Linked DNA regions of Mus musculus: all the other regions are linked to region 2. A link is a contact called in public HiChIP or PLAC-seq and promoter capture Hi-C data. All regions are on one chromosome and are shown on one strand. The core of a region is the stretch at or near the end of the contact, and the rest is flanking DNA. Distances in the headings are between cores, read along the strand shown.

What was found. Promoter capture Hi-C pulls out the DNA fragments that hold promoters and counts their contacts. HiChIP or PLAC-seq counts read pairs in DNA pulled down with a chosen protein or histone mark.
Region 1: a contact with region 2 is called in an H3K4me3 HiChIP or PLAC-seq map of the 230-238 cell line, with 12 read pairs. The contact joins the enhancer-like site here to the promoter of Itga4 in region 2. A contact is called at or near these places in 4 of 39 promoter capture datasets (the C10 cell line, the HPC-7 cell line, embryonic stem cells and 1 more), 3 of 115 datasets of contacts at active chromatin or transcription factors (the 230-238 cell line, bone marrow-derived dendritic cells and large pre-B cells) and 2 of 9 other capture datasets (adipose tissue and liver).
Region 3: an H3K4me3 HiChIP or PLAC-seq map of the SCID.adh cell line shows a contact between it and region 2, with 24 read pairs. The contact joins the enhancer-like site here to the promoter of Itga4 in region 2. A contact is called at or near these places in 12 of 39 promoter capture datasets (the C10 cell line, the HPC-7 cell line, HPC-7-derived erythroid cells and 8 more), 1 of 15 datasets of contacts at CTCF or cohesin (CD8 T cells), 5 of 484 Hi-C or Micro-C datasets (the MNK3 cell line, bone marrow-derived macrophages, natural killer cells and 2 more), 20 of 115 datasets of contacts at active chromatin or transcription factors (the 230-238 cell line, CD8 T cells, DN3 thymocytes and 15 more) and 3 of 9 other capture datasets (adipose tissue, embryonic stem cells and liver).
Region 4: a promoter capture Hi-C map of pre-B cells shows a contact between it and region 2. The contact joins the enhancer-like site here to the promoter of Itga4 in region 2. A contact is called at or near these places in 6 of 39 promoter capture datasets (the C10 cell line, the HPC-7 cell line, embryonic stem cells and 2 more) and 3 of 115 datasets of contacts at active chromatin or transcription factors (bone marrow-derived dendritic cells, bone marrow-derived macrophages and large pre-B cells).

What each region holds. Positions count from the first base shown.
Region 1 is chr2:79,695,487-79,698,715 of GRCm38.p6, reverse strand. No RefSeq gene overlaps it. Among named protein-coding and RNA genes, the nearest start is that of Ppp1r1c, 11 kb to the left of the region's middle. Within about 2 kb of position 1,750, at least 80 of the 459 cell types and tissues checked have an H3K27ac peak or open chromatin away from gene starts, as enhancers often do. A contact at or near this core is called in the 230-238 cell line, adipose tissue and bone marrow-derived dendritic cells, where this site is marked.
Region 2 is chr2:79,254,148-79,257,147 of GRCm38.p6, reverse strand. Itga4 (integrin alpha 4) reads right to left here and starts at 1,722. Exons shown (of 28, transcript NM_010576.4): 1 at 1,292-1,722; 2 at 849-970. The coding sequence starts at 1,488.
Region 3 is chr2:78,993,737-78,996,730 of GRCm38.p6, reverse strand. The region is part of intron 1 of Gm37004 (a long non-coding RNA gene); the gene reads right to left. Among named protein-coding and RNA genes, the nearest start is that of Gm37004, 23 kb to the right of the region's middle. Within about 2 kb of position 1,655, at least 21 of the 459 cell types and tissues checked have an H3K27ac peak or open chromatin away from gene starts, as enhancers often do. A contact at or near this core is called in the SCID.adh cell line, bone marrow-derived macrophages, double positive thymocytes and 2 more, where this site is marked.
Region 4 is chr2:79,740,832-79,743,803 of GRCm38.p6, reverse strand. All of the region lies in intron 2 of Ppp1r1c (protein phosphatase 1, regulatory inhibitor subunit 1C), which reads right to left. Among named protein-coding and RNA genes, the nearest start is that of Ppp1r1c, 35 kb to the right of the region's middle. Within about 2 kb of position 1,338, at least 51 of the 459 cell types and tissues checked have an H3K27ac peak or open chromatin away from gene starts, as enhancers often do. A contact at or near this core is called in the HPC-7 cell line, bone marrow-derived macrophages and pre-B cells, where this site is marked.

The DNA of each region.
Region 1 (3,229 bases), core at 501-3,000, 440 kb before region 2:
GAGTCACTTCTAGCAAAAGCAGCTGCCTTCTTCGTAAGAACATGAAACCTGTATTGGATGTCTGAGGACATTTGCCTGTTTCTCATCTAGTTGGCTTGTCAGGATTCTGGTCTGGGCAATAAGTCACAAGTGCTTCTTGATTTATCTCCCAGCCATGTGTTGTCAAGATCCCTAGTGTCATCTCAGAGTTTCTGCTTTAAGATATTTTAAAATATTCATCCCTTTTTTATGGTTTTCCAATCACCTAGTTTTAAAGCAGATAAATTAACATATGACTCATTGTCCTCTTATGCAATATATGCATGAGGTTCTTGGAAGCAAGGCAGTCTCTCAGTAGAAAGACTGTGAAACTTCTGACAGGCCAGAATGTGCTGAGCCTTATTTTCCAAGAATGAGTCATGAGGTGAAAGTGATGATAGGTGTGGGTACTTAAGAAAACGTGATAAGAAAATCAACTGACATTCTTCCTTGGTACTTTGGAGAAAATAAAAATAAAATGTTATTTTCTAGGCGTTTCACAAACCATGTGCTCCTCAGTCACTACTGAACTTTACTTTGAGTAACCAAAGGCCTTTCGCAATGCTATAGTCTTTAGACATCAGTTCTTTGTTTGGAGAATCCTTCCATCCCTCTCGTCCAATGCAACAGCCACCTCTTCTTTTAGTTCTGTGCTCAGCGGCTCCTTCTCCTATGCTGTCATCTCGGAATTCTCCAAGTAGTTTGTTAAGTCGTCTTCTAAGCTTTCACAGGAGTGTGCTCATACATGTTTTAGTTTTTGTTTTTCCCAGTTGAAAAGTAATTTGGGGGCAGGAGCAAAGGCTTAGGCAGTAGAGCACTTGCCTCTCAAACATAAAAGCCTGAGTCTGGATGCCCAGACACCACAGAAAAGGCTGTGCCCAGTGGCGCCCACTTGTGATCCGAGTGTTGGTGATAAGGGCAGGTGAAGATGGACCCTTGGAAATCAATGGTAAGATAATCTAGCATATTTGGCAAAATTTCAGACCACTGAGTAACCCAGTCTCAAACTAAAGATAGAATAAAAACCAAGGTGATTGGCCTCTCACCTCTTCATGACTATGCATACATGTACACACAGGTACCCACACACGTGTGCACCCACATATATGAACATATACACATGAAACTAATTATTAATATTTACTGTTATTGATGGATATACATGGATGTTTACATCCAATCCCAAGAAAGTAAGATGCTAAGCATGTCCTTGTACTGATTACTCGTCTGTCATGACAACATCACCTCTTTCTACATAGCCACTATTGTTTCAATAGAATACTTTGTCTTGGATTCAGTCTGTCCACCAAAATGTACCATTTCATAAGCTTTTAGTAATGGCTCATGGCTAGTAAACTCTCTTAAGCCTGTGCATTTCTAGAATGTTTTTTGCCCTTCTACATGAGTTAGTTCGATTGAATGAAATGCTACAAGTTTCAGAATTTTTGTTTTTTGAACTTTGATAATTCTCTACTGCTAAATAAAATCTAGGACTACTGATTTCATTTCAGAGAAAGCTGTCATGAAAGGTCTGATCTCCTGAGAAACATTCAGTGTATTTTCCCTTAACATTCTCAAATTACGCTAGGGTGTGTATGGATGTGGGTGGCAGTTTTCTATTCAAGCTTCTAAAACACTTTGGATTTTCCCAATATTTTAGATGACTCATTTCATCCTGAACTTTTTCAGTAACCTTGTGGTTTGAGATTGCTATTTATACTTACACTGAGCATGCTCCTCACGCAATATCATTAGAATAGATCTCATCAGATAGATTCTACTCTCTTACTAAGTGAATATACATGTTTGAAAATAGAGGCTGTCCTTGGGTATTTAGGAGCAGGATCAAGTTGAGGAAACTTTTCACACAAATAACTTTATTTAGGGTCTGGATCGCAGGCCCTCCTGGTTGTATGTCAGTTGTTAAGTCAACCCCATTTCAAAGCTGTCCGATCTTGTCCTGAGAACAGGGGGAAGCAGTGCTTCCCTATTTGAGTTCCCTCTTTGCTGTTTGATGACGGCTCATGCTCCCCTTCCTGACTCTCCAGACCCTGCCCACACACGAGGGACTCTCCAAGGGAAGGAATCTCCCATGTATATTAAACAATCCTCTAGGGTTTATCCTAGGCAACCCCTGCTGCCGCCAAATGTTCCTGAACTAGGTATCAAGTGAGGTCCAGAGCGTTGCGGCGAGGGTCTTCTCCTGTCTTCATCATTATGCGCTGTTGTTCTTCACTGCTTCTTTTGAGAAAGGCAGGTTTGACAAAATAGCAACTTCTCCTACAATTCTCTTTTCTAACTCCTCCAAAAAAAGATGGTTCTATCTACAACTTAGCTTCCATTATTATACATCAAAAATTTTGTTCTGCTGAGCTCTTTCTTATTACATATAATTTATATACACATGGCATATATATTCACACACACACACACACAGCTTTTAGACAATGTATTTCTTTCCCTTGGGAAGTCCCTCGTGTGGGCAGGGTCTGGAGAAACAGGAAGTAGAGCCTAAGAGCCTGAGCTGTCTTAGAACAACAAGGAGGGAACGAAAAGGGGAACCACTGATTCCTTGTCTTCAGTACAAGCTTGGACATTGCGTGCGTGCGTGCGTGCGTGCGTGCGTGCATGCGTGCGTGCATGCATGATTGCGTGCATGTGGGTGTGGGTGGGTGGGTGTGGGTGTGTAGTACTAAAATATTTTTATCATAGTAATTCATCTCAACAGGTTTTGAAAGTCCAATAGGACAGACAGAAGGCTAGCATTATCTTGTTGTTAATTCTCACAAATTTATATCAGTGTACATGTCCTCCATAAGAACACAGTAGTTCTATAACTCCCCATTGTCTGATTCAGCAAATGGAGAGAGTGGAAATAGAAACACAAAACTAAAAAAAAAAAATCATAAAGAAGGAATCAAGGGAGAGATAGGTTTGACTTTTCTGTTAATGGAAACCATCAATGGAAACATTTTAGGAGAGGGGTGGATGCTGAGAGTTTGGAACGAATGAGGGATGCGGTAGCTGAAGATCTTTTTGGATGATGTGAAGGTTGATCCTGATGCCTTGCTGAACCTCAGCTCTCCTACTTGGAGGAAAGAATGTCTCCTGTAAAATTATCAGGACCTTTTTTTTTTCTTCTTCATCTTAATTACATGATCTGAATGAAAAATTGGAAATCAATCGAGCCACCTGGTGCCTCCAGACAGGG
Region 2 (3,000 bases), core at 473-2,972:
ACAGCCATGCTTAACAGTACTGAGAGCAAGATAGATCTAAATTAATATTAGTTCCCCTTTCTTTCCCCATGTGTCTGTGCGCAGCAACTTTGCTTTTGACTTTGAAACATGAAACTTGTCTCCTCTGCCGTCAGCGCACATTTCTCAAGTTGCTGAAAACCTAAATAAAGACAGAAACGAGGGCTGAAAGACAGACCTGCTTTACAGGAGAATTTGAGGGGAGGAAAATTAGTAATTATATGTCAGACCTCCTATATTTATGATTTTAACAAAAGGCATGCTGTTTTTTTCTTCCCATTCTTTTATGGTAGGTAGTGTCATTTTTAAAGGAAGGGGAAGAAAAATCCCTGGGCTACATGGTGGGATATAGGCTAAATGGTGAGATATAGGCTACATGGTGGGATATAAGCTACATGGTGGGATATAAGCTACATGGTGGGATATAGGCTACATGGTGGGATATAGGCTCAATCAAAGTTTCTATTCCTGATGTGCAGCTCACGCTAGAACAAAGTTGAGAAGTTGGGTCCTCAGCCAGAGAGGGGTTTTAAGGCTTTGAAACAGATTTTACACATGGAAGAGTTCTAGGACTGGTAGAAGGTAGCTTGCCAGAAGCCACCCTATGAGACTTCCCCTGAAAGAGGTTTGGAAGATACTGAGATCACATACAGTTGCAAGCAAAGGAGAGGAAAATACTCTCAGGAGCAAGCTGGCATGGGGTTAAAATTGAAAAGCTTGTACTTTAATCCAGAAGAGACCAGCATCATAGTGTCTTCCAGGACTTGCCCAACAGTGGACCCACGAAGGGGAGAAAGTTCATTATGTCTTGTTTTGGGGACCCAACTCACCCAGCTGGAGCTGTTCGCAGGTCTGGTTTGGATTCTTTCTGATCCCGCATCTGTAAATCGCCCCAGGATTGACCACTGAGGCATTAGAGAGCCAGCTGGCAGTGGGAGCCCCCACGATGAGCCTAAAGCAAGAACCATGCAAGTTCGCTCAGACGTGAACCAGTCTGCCCACCCACTCTGCCCCGTGTTGGCTTGTGACAGCTGTGCAGTGGTCAGCAAGGGAAGTGGCACCCACCTCCTCTTCCCATGACTGGAGACCCAGGACTCAGGAGCACCCTGGGGGCTGCCATCCCAAGATAAGTTAGTTCCAAGGCTCTCCAGTGAGGCAGCTGGCTGAAGCCAGGTCTTTCTCTGACCTCCCAGGAGGGCGGAAAGTTTGATTCATACAAGGAATCCCAGAGGCGGAGGCGCTGTGACATGCCTCTTGGGGAGGGCGCACTCACCAGCGCTTCGACCCGTGGCTGTGCAGCACCACCGAGTAGCCAAACAGCGTGCCGGAGGGGCCCTGGTACAGCAGTGCATTCTCCGGGTCCAGGTTGTAGGAGTGCCCGGTTGGCACCCCGAAGTACAACAACAGCATCACCGCTTCCCGGAGGGCGATCCCTCGGGACCTCGGTCTGCACCTCGCTTCCGCAGCCATGCGCTCTTGGTGGAGAACATTCAACACAAAACGGCCACTGACCAGAGTTGCACAGGATGCGACGGTTGGCCAAAGAGAAGAGCGCCCCAAGAGATGAAGTGCAGCAGCGTGTCCGGTGCTGGCAGGCGACAGGGGCGGAGAGAGGGACGCCAGAAGAGGAGGGGAATTGGTGGCCACAGGCGGAGCGATCGTAGTGGCCAGGGATGCTTCAGGCTCTGGCCCACGCCCCGTTTCTGTGGCCCCGGAGCCAGGGGCCGGGTGCTCCTAGGATCTGGGTGGGGTCCTGGGTGTGGTGCAGTGGCTCACAGCCTGGCCTCCCTCTCCCCAACCCGATCCCCATCCCCGCCCCGCAGCAGCTGTAGGGGGCGCTAGGGGACCTAGGTTGCATGGACTCACACCCTGGCAGACATCACACACAGTGGCTCTGGCTTCTGGGGCCCAGCAAAAATAACCCTTGGGGGAACACAAAACAGATCAGGGGATTCCCTTTTGAAAGTTGGCTAAGGCTTGATGCCTTGCGGGACTTCACCAAGTGACTGGCCTCCAGGGCCAGTCCCAGTGGCCAATAATTTGGGAACTAAGACTGTGGAGAACCTTCCAGAACTTCCTCTGTCACTTATGTGCTGTGTAGCATACAGAAATTACACAGTTTGCAAGAAGCCAAAACTGCTGCCCCCCCCCCCTCCCGCCCCAGCCCTATTGGAGCATTTGGTGACAAAAGTATATGGCTAGTCTCTTCAAAACTCCCAGGCCTGCAGCCTTTTATGCAGGCTTCCTTCCTCTCTATACACTTCCTCTTAAATAGAGTCTATACGCATGAGCAAGCCAGGCAATAGCCTAACACAGAAAACCCAGGCAAGCTAAGGAAATTCTGTGACTTGCCTCACTTAGCAGACTCCACCCCTTGCTCACTTCTTCATAACTAGTCCCCATGTACACACTCAGTTACCCCAGGACATACCTACCACCAGATGTGTAGACACAGCCTAAGACAAGGTCATAACAGGCTTCTAAAAAGCCACCAGAGATCAGAGTCACAGCACACCTAAGCCAGGAGATGGGCCTCTGCTGAACATACTCCTTGTGTGCTGCTTTTCTTTTTTTTTTTAATTTTATTTTATTTTTAATTTATGTCTTACACTCCATATTCCATTCCCTGCTTTTCACGCTGGAGCAGGAGGCAAGTGCTGGTGAGTGTTAGCAGGTGAGATGCTGGCCCTCTTACCTTTGTTGCAAAAAAAAGACAAATGACAAGAAAGAAAGAAAGAAAGAAAGAAAGAAAGAAAGAAAGAAAGAAAGAAAGAAAGAAAGAAAGAAAGAAAAAGAGAGAGGGAGGGAGGGAGAGAAAGAAAGAAAGGAAGAAAGAGAGAGAGAGAGAGAGAGAGAGAGAGAGAGAGAGAGAGAGAGAGAAAGGAAGGAAGAAAGGAAGAAAGAAAGAAAGAAAGAAAGAAAGAAAGAAAGTCCGTGTCTGCCAGTTACACCAACAGAATCACAGGCCCGCAGCTGTCGCTG
Region 3 (2,994 bases), core at 406-2,905, 260 kb after region 2:
CTTCCAGGAATCTATCATTCTGTTTTTCTCCATCCACTTCACTTTCTATAGAGATCAAAATTATCATATCTTCCCATTAGTTTTCTGAAGATCAGTGAGGAAGCTAGAAAATTATACAATATAATTATTTGATCTGCTTAAGGTTCCATTTCTTTTCATGTCATAAGCAGTAAAAAATTTGGAAGAGCTAATTAAGTAGAAATTGAGGATTTAGAATTCCCAAACAATTTTGTTCTCTTCAGGATAATGTTCATATTTCAGCGTAAGGCTGTGATCTGGCCGTTGCTACATTGTTTAGGCATCCTTACTCCAAGATAATATACCAACAAAGAAGAAAGGGCAGTCTGTGGAGCTTGTTGCTTTGATAGTGAGACCTGATTAGCCCCTTACAGACTCCACTGTACCAAACACCTCACAGGCATGCTACTCGGTCTCTGTTCCTCAGATCTGCAGGTCCTGACTCTTTGCTTTCTCTCTCAGTTAGCAGGGGGATAGGGAACCTTTTGAGTGTGTATAAAGAACTTCACTAAATGGCACTTGCTCGGCTTATAGAATTAATTTGAAGTACTCCTATCAGGAGTATGGGTTTAACTATCTCAGAGTATTGTCTTTCACTATCCAAAATCACAAGGAAAACAGTGTGTATAGAGTACAAGGCAAAACCATCATACCAACCAAGTGGAAGCAAGCACGGAGGCACAAGTAACACAACCAATCATGTGGCATCTTTGTGGTGTGTACGTATGTGTTTGTGACACCTTTGTGTGTGTATGTAGCTGAACTACCCTGAGAACAAACTTTTTAGAAGTATTCTTTCTTATCCTAAGCCTACAAAGGAAGCAGTTTGCCTTCATCTTTACAAGACTTCGTTGGAAACAGATGTTCATTTGCTCTGCAATTCATTAAATTTAAAAAAAATGGTTTGGTAATTTTTAAATTATGTATGACTGAATTTGAATTTGATCATCTATTCATTCTAGAATATATTCCCCTGTTTTACTGGATGGAAACCAAATGAATATAAATGATTCTTTGATAGTTAGTTTTAGTTTGTGTGTGTGTGTGTGTGTGTGTGTGTGTGTGTGTGTGAGAGAGAGAGAGAGAGAGAGAGAGAGAGAGAGAGAGAGAGAGAGAGAGAGAGAAGGCTTTGCTGTGTATCCCAGACTGGTCTCTTGGCCTTGACCTCACTATGTAGCCCTCACTGGCCTTGAATTCTCTGTGGTACCCCTTCTTTGGCACACTCAGTGCTGGGGATTATAGGTATATGCCATATGCTCATTGATAAATGATTATTCTAATCACACTTAAATGTGGTATAGTCAGAATAAGTAGCACAAGAGCAAGGCGCCTGGATTAGAATACAAACAGGAAGTCCCAAGTGCATTGCCTGTCTTTTCTACTTCCTCACAGAACCCAGGGAGTCTCTTACTCAATGCTAGTGTCATTCTTTGGCTAGATCACCTACCAGTCTCTGCTCAGCTCTTATACTTCTTTTCCTTTGTCTGTACTGGTTTTAAACAGAGATATGATGCCTGGGTAGAGTTTAAGCACTTTATATTTAGACCCTTTCTGATTTATTCTTTTTATTGATTTAAATCCTTGCAAATTTAGACACCATAGAAAACTACTATTTCCCTCATAATGGCCTCTTCAGTGTGTTTCGCAGTCTTTTGTGGAAAATAATGACATAATGATAGTGTTGTCAGACCTATATTTTCTACTTGATAAACTAGCAATTATATGATTAAAGCATTTTTTAGAAACCCACATTAAGTATATGATACTCTAGAAATCAGTCCATCATGTAATTACACAGTCAGGAGAGAAATAATTTACATGACTAAAAACCATCTGAAACACTATCTGTGAACAGGATGTGCGTTTTTAAATGGAGAATTAAGGAATATCAAATGGTTCTCTGTATAATGCACTTTTAATGTTAGGGCTATAACTTCTGTATTTTTAAAATTAGGTTTCAATTTTTGTTTTCTGTCATTAGTAACAGGAAACTATATCAAACTCTGCTGGAAATGTGCTGGATACATTAGGACAAAACACACAAATCTGATGATTTCTCTCCAAACGACAAACACTTCCAAAGAACAGAGACAGGCAGACGAGGCCTGGGTGTTGAAGCGTCTGTGACACACACCAACTTTGCAGCAACTTGATTTCAGTAGATCACGAAAGCAGATTTGATGACAAGAGCACGGACTTTCTTGAAGATCGAGCCATAGACCAGAGTGCCCACACTGTGGTCAGTGGGGGAGAGGTAAATACGTCCACACACAACATTTTTATTAGAAAAAAAGAATAGACATTAGCAGGCTGTACAGTGTGTCCAATCAGGACATAGTGTGAAGACTCCTCTTCAAGACCAAAATATGCTACCATTTCCCTTCACTGATTTACTCCAGTCTTTAAAGCCAATCACCATGCTTTCCACACTGTTATTTGAGGAAGATTCTATAAGTCAGAAGTCTCATCTTAGAATTCACCCTTCCAAGCATAATTCCATGAAGTCCTGTGAATTAGTATTGCCTAAAGAGGAAGCTTAGCTATATTAAGTAAGAATAACCAGTGTACCAATCCATGAATGTTATTTTACCATTTATGAGGATTTTGAAGAATAAAACATGTACAGACTCAGACTGGATTGCAGCAATAAATCATAAATCTCTTTACACAGAGAGAGGAGAGGCTGGAGAGATGCCTCAATAGAAAAGGGCATTTACTGTTCTTTCAGAGGGTCCAACTCTGGGTCTCAGCACCCCTGTTGGGCCACTCATAACCACCTGTATCTCCTGCAGTTTCGGGAGGTCAGATGGTGTTTCCTGGCTTCTATAGGGCCTACACATATCTGTGCATACACCTACACAGGTGTACCACATAAATAGGAATACTTTTGTTTTCTTAAAGAACACATTGAAAACCTATAAGAAGGGTCACTCTTTGGCAGGATTGGGAAGGATGTATGTGAATTACACATTGGCA
Region 4 (2,972 bases), core at 89-2,588, 490 kb before region 2:
TGGATATCCCAGCCTAAAGTCAACAAAATGATTTTGCTATACTTGTAGACCAGAACCTAACTTAATAGCCATCAGAGAGACTTCATCCAGCAACTGATAGGAGCAGATGCAGAGACCCAGAGTCAAACATTAGGTGGAGGTTGGAGAACTTCATGGAAGAGGAGAAGGAATATGGGAACCAGAGGGGTCAAGAACACCAGGACAACATGGTCCACTGAATCAAATAAGCGTGGCTCATAGGGGCTCACAGAGATTGAAGCAACAATCAGGGAATCTGTATGGATTGGACCTAGGTCCTCTGCATCTATGCTATGGTTGTGTGTCTTGGTGCTCTTGTGGGACTCCTAACAGTGGGATAAGGAGCTGTCTCTGACTCTTTTGCCTGCTCTTGTGTCCCTTTCCTCCTCCTGGGTTGCCTCATCAAACCTTAAGAAGAGGTTTGTGCCTAGTCTTATTGTAATTTGTTTATGCCATGTTTGGTTGATATCCCTGGGAGGCCTGTTCTTTGTTGAAGAAAATCAGAAGAGAAGTGAATCTCAGGGAGAGGGGAGGTAGAGGAGAAGGACTGGGAAGAAAGGAAGGAGGGGAAACTGCAGTTGGAGGGTAAAGTATGAGAGAATAACAAATAAGTTCAAATTTTAACAAATCTGGAGAAAAATATTGAAAGGAGAATAAAATATTAAGATGCTTACAGTGGAGTCCTACTGCTCACTTGTGTGGTTAACAACTTGTGAGCTGCAGAATGTATTATAATTCAAAATTATTTTCCATTTTAAAATCACAGTCTTTGTGTGTGATTGCTTCCTCACCCCCAAATTGGGAAAATGGATCAAAGGCATAATAAAACGAGTGAACATATTATGGATTCCTACAGTGAAACCATTCTGGGCTTGGAAACAAACTAAGCTTTCTTCCCCCTAGGGGATTTAGAATTGGCAGTAAGAATGCCAGGAAGTAAAGTTTTTACAGAAAAAAATATTCATAATTCCTCACAGCAATTTTTTTTAATATTAAGGCACTTGTATGACTAACTAGATATTTATTCTATGAAAACTAAGTTGAACAGTGACTTAGGGTTGTGGAAATGAGAAAAAGAATTTTTACTTAGGCACTTAAATGTAAGACCTAACTTTGTAGAGAAATCACCATCTTGTCATCAAGCATGCATTCATTTATATAATAAACTCTATAAAGCCAGCCAGATGGGAAGGAATAAAGGTGAGTGAATTCAGATTCCTATCAGACTGTTGTGGACATGGTAGATAGTATACTCTCTCAATCCTTCCATCCCTTCCCACACAAACAAGACTGGGTACCAAACTCTACTGGTCTTGGTAATAGGAACTTAAGGCCAAATCAGAAAGGATAGAACCAAAAAAAAAACATCTCATTTCCTTTATTAACAAACTATCAATTGTGGGGGAATTACACTTTTCCTGTTTTGAATACTTTGAAAATACTATGCTTTGCTTCTGGGTGCCTGGATATACTTGAATCCTGAACATTTGTTGTCATTGTAATGTGTGTGACTTTCTTAAATTCTCCATTTGAAGACCAGAGCAGCACTGTCCTCAGAAGTGTAGTCTATCAGTATATGATGTCAAGTCGATGTGATAAACACTGTCTGATCCACTTCTGCTTTCTACCCTCAAAGGCTGTTTTTCAGTTCCTCAAAAGCAACATCCTGTTTCCTACCTTGAGATTCATCTCGGTGTAAATCTCCTCTCTTCCTTGCTTTCTTCTTTATATGTTAATTTAATTATAAGGCCTCTTTGGTCTCTAGACTAGGTTACATCTGTCTTGTTATATACTCTAATGGCAACTGTGAACCCTTTGCAGAATTTATTGTAATTACAATAAGTTAGTTTTTTTCATCGTCTGCATCATAGTTACTTTTCTATTGCTGTGCCAAAATGTCACAAATAAGGCAACTTATAAAAGAAAGCATTTGGAGCTAAGATGAAAGGATGGGCCATCCAGAGACTACTCCACCTGGGGATCCATCCCATAATCAGTCACCAAACACAGACACTATTGCATATGCCAGTAAGATTTTGCTGATAGGACTCTGATATAGCTGTCTCTTGTGAGGCTATGCCAGTGCCTGCTAAGAAGTGGATGCTCACAGTTATCTATTGGATGGAACACAGGGCCCCCAATGGAGGAGCTAGAGAAAGTACCTAAGGAGCTAAAGGGGTCTGCAACCCTATAGGTGGAACAACAATATGAACTAACCAGTACCCCCAGAGCTTGTGTCTCTAGCTGCAAATGTAGCCGAAGATGGCCTAGTCAGCCATCATTGGGAAGAGAGGCCACTAGGTCTTGCAAACTTTATATGCCCCAGTACAGGGGAATGCCAGGGCCAAGATGTGGGAGTGGATAGGTAGGTGATGGGCAGGGGATATGAAACTTTCGGGATAGCATTTGAAATGTAAATAAAGAAAATATCTAATTAAAAAAAAAGAAAAAAAAAGAAAGAAAGCATTTGATTGCTGTTCATGGTTCCATAGGGTAGTAGGGTCTCTGATTATCATGGCAGGGAGCCTGGCAGCAGGTGAACAAGCATGGCACTGGAGCAGTAGCTGAGAGCTGACAAGTTGAAACAACAATCATGAGGCAGAGAAAGAGAGAGCCAGAGTAGCTGGGAATGACTAGACATTTTTAAACCTCACACCTAACCCCACTGACACACCTCCCTCATCAGGGCCACACCTCCTAATCCTTCCCAAAGAGTTCTACGGACTGTGGACTAAGCATTCAAATATATGAGCCAATAGGGTCATTGTCATTCAAACCACCATACTCTGCTAGTATCATCCTGTAAAATCTGCTCTAAGATGAAAGTTTCCTTGTTAGACACATGCTTAAAAATGTTTCATTGAATAGATAAATTAGAGAACAAATGTGCTGTGGGATGTTCACAGGTTCAAAGGCATACAAAAAATATCTACCCTAGTCTGTAGTCACAAAAG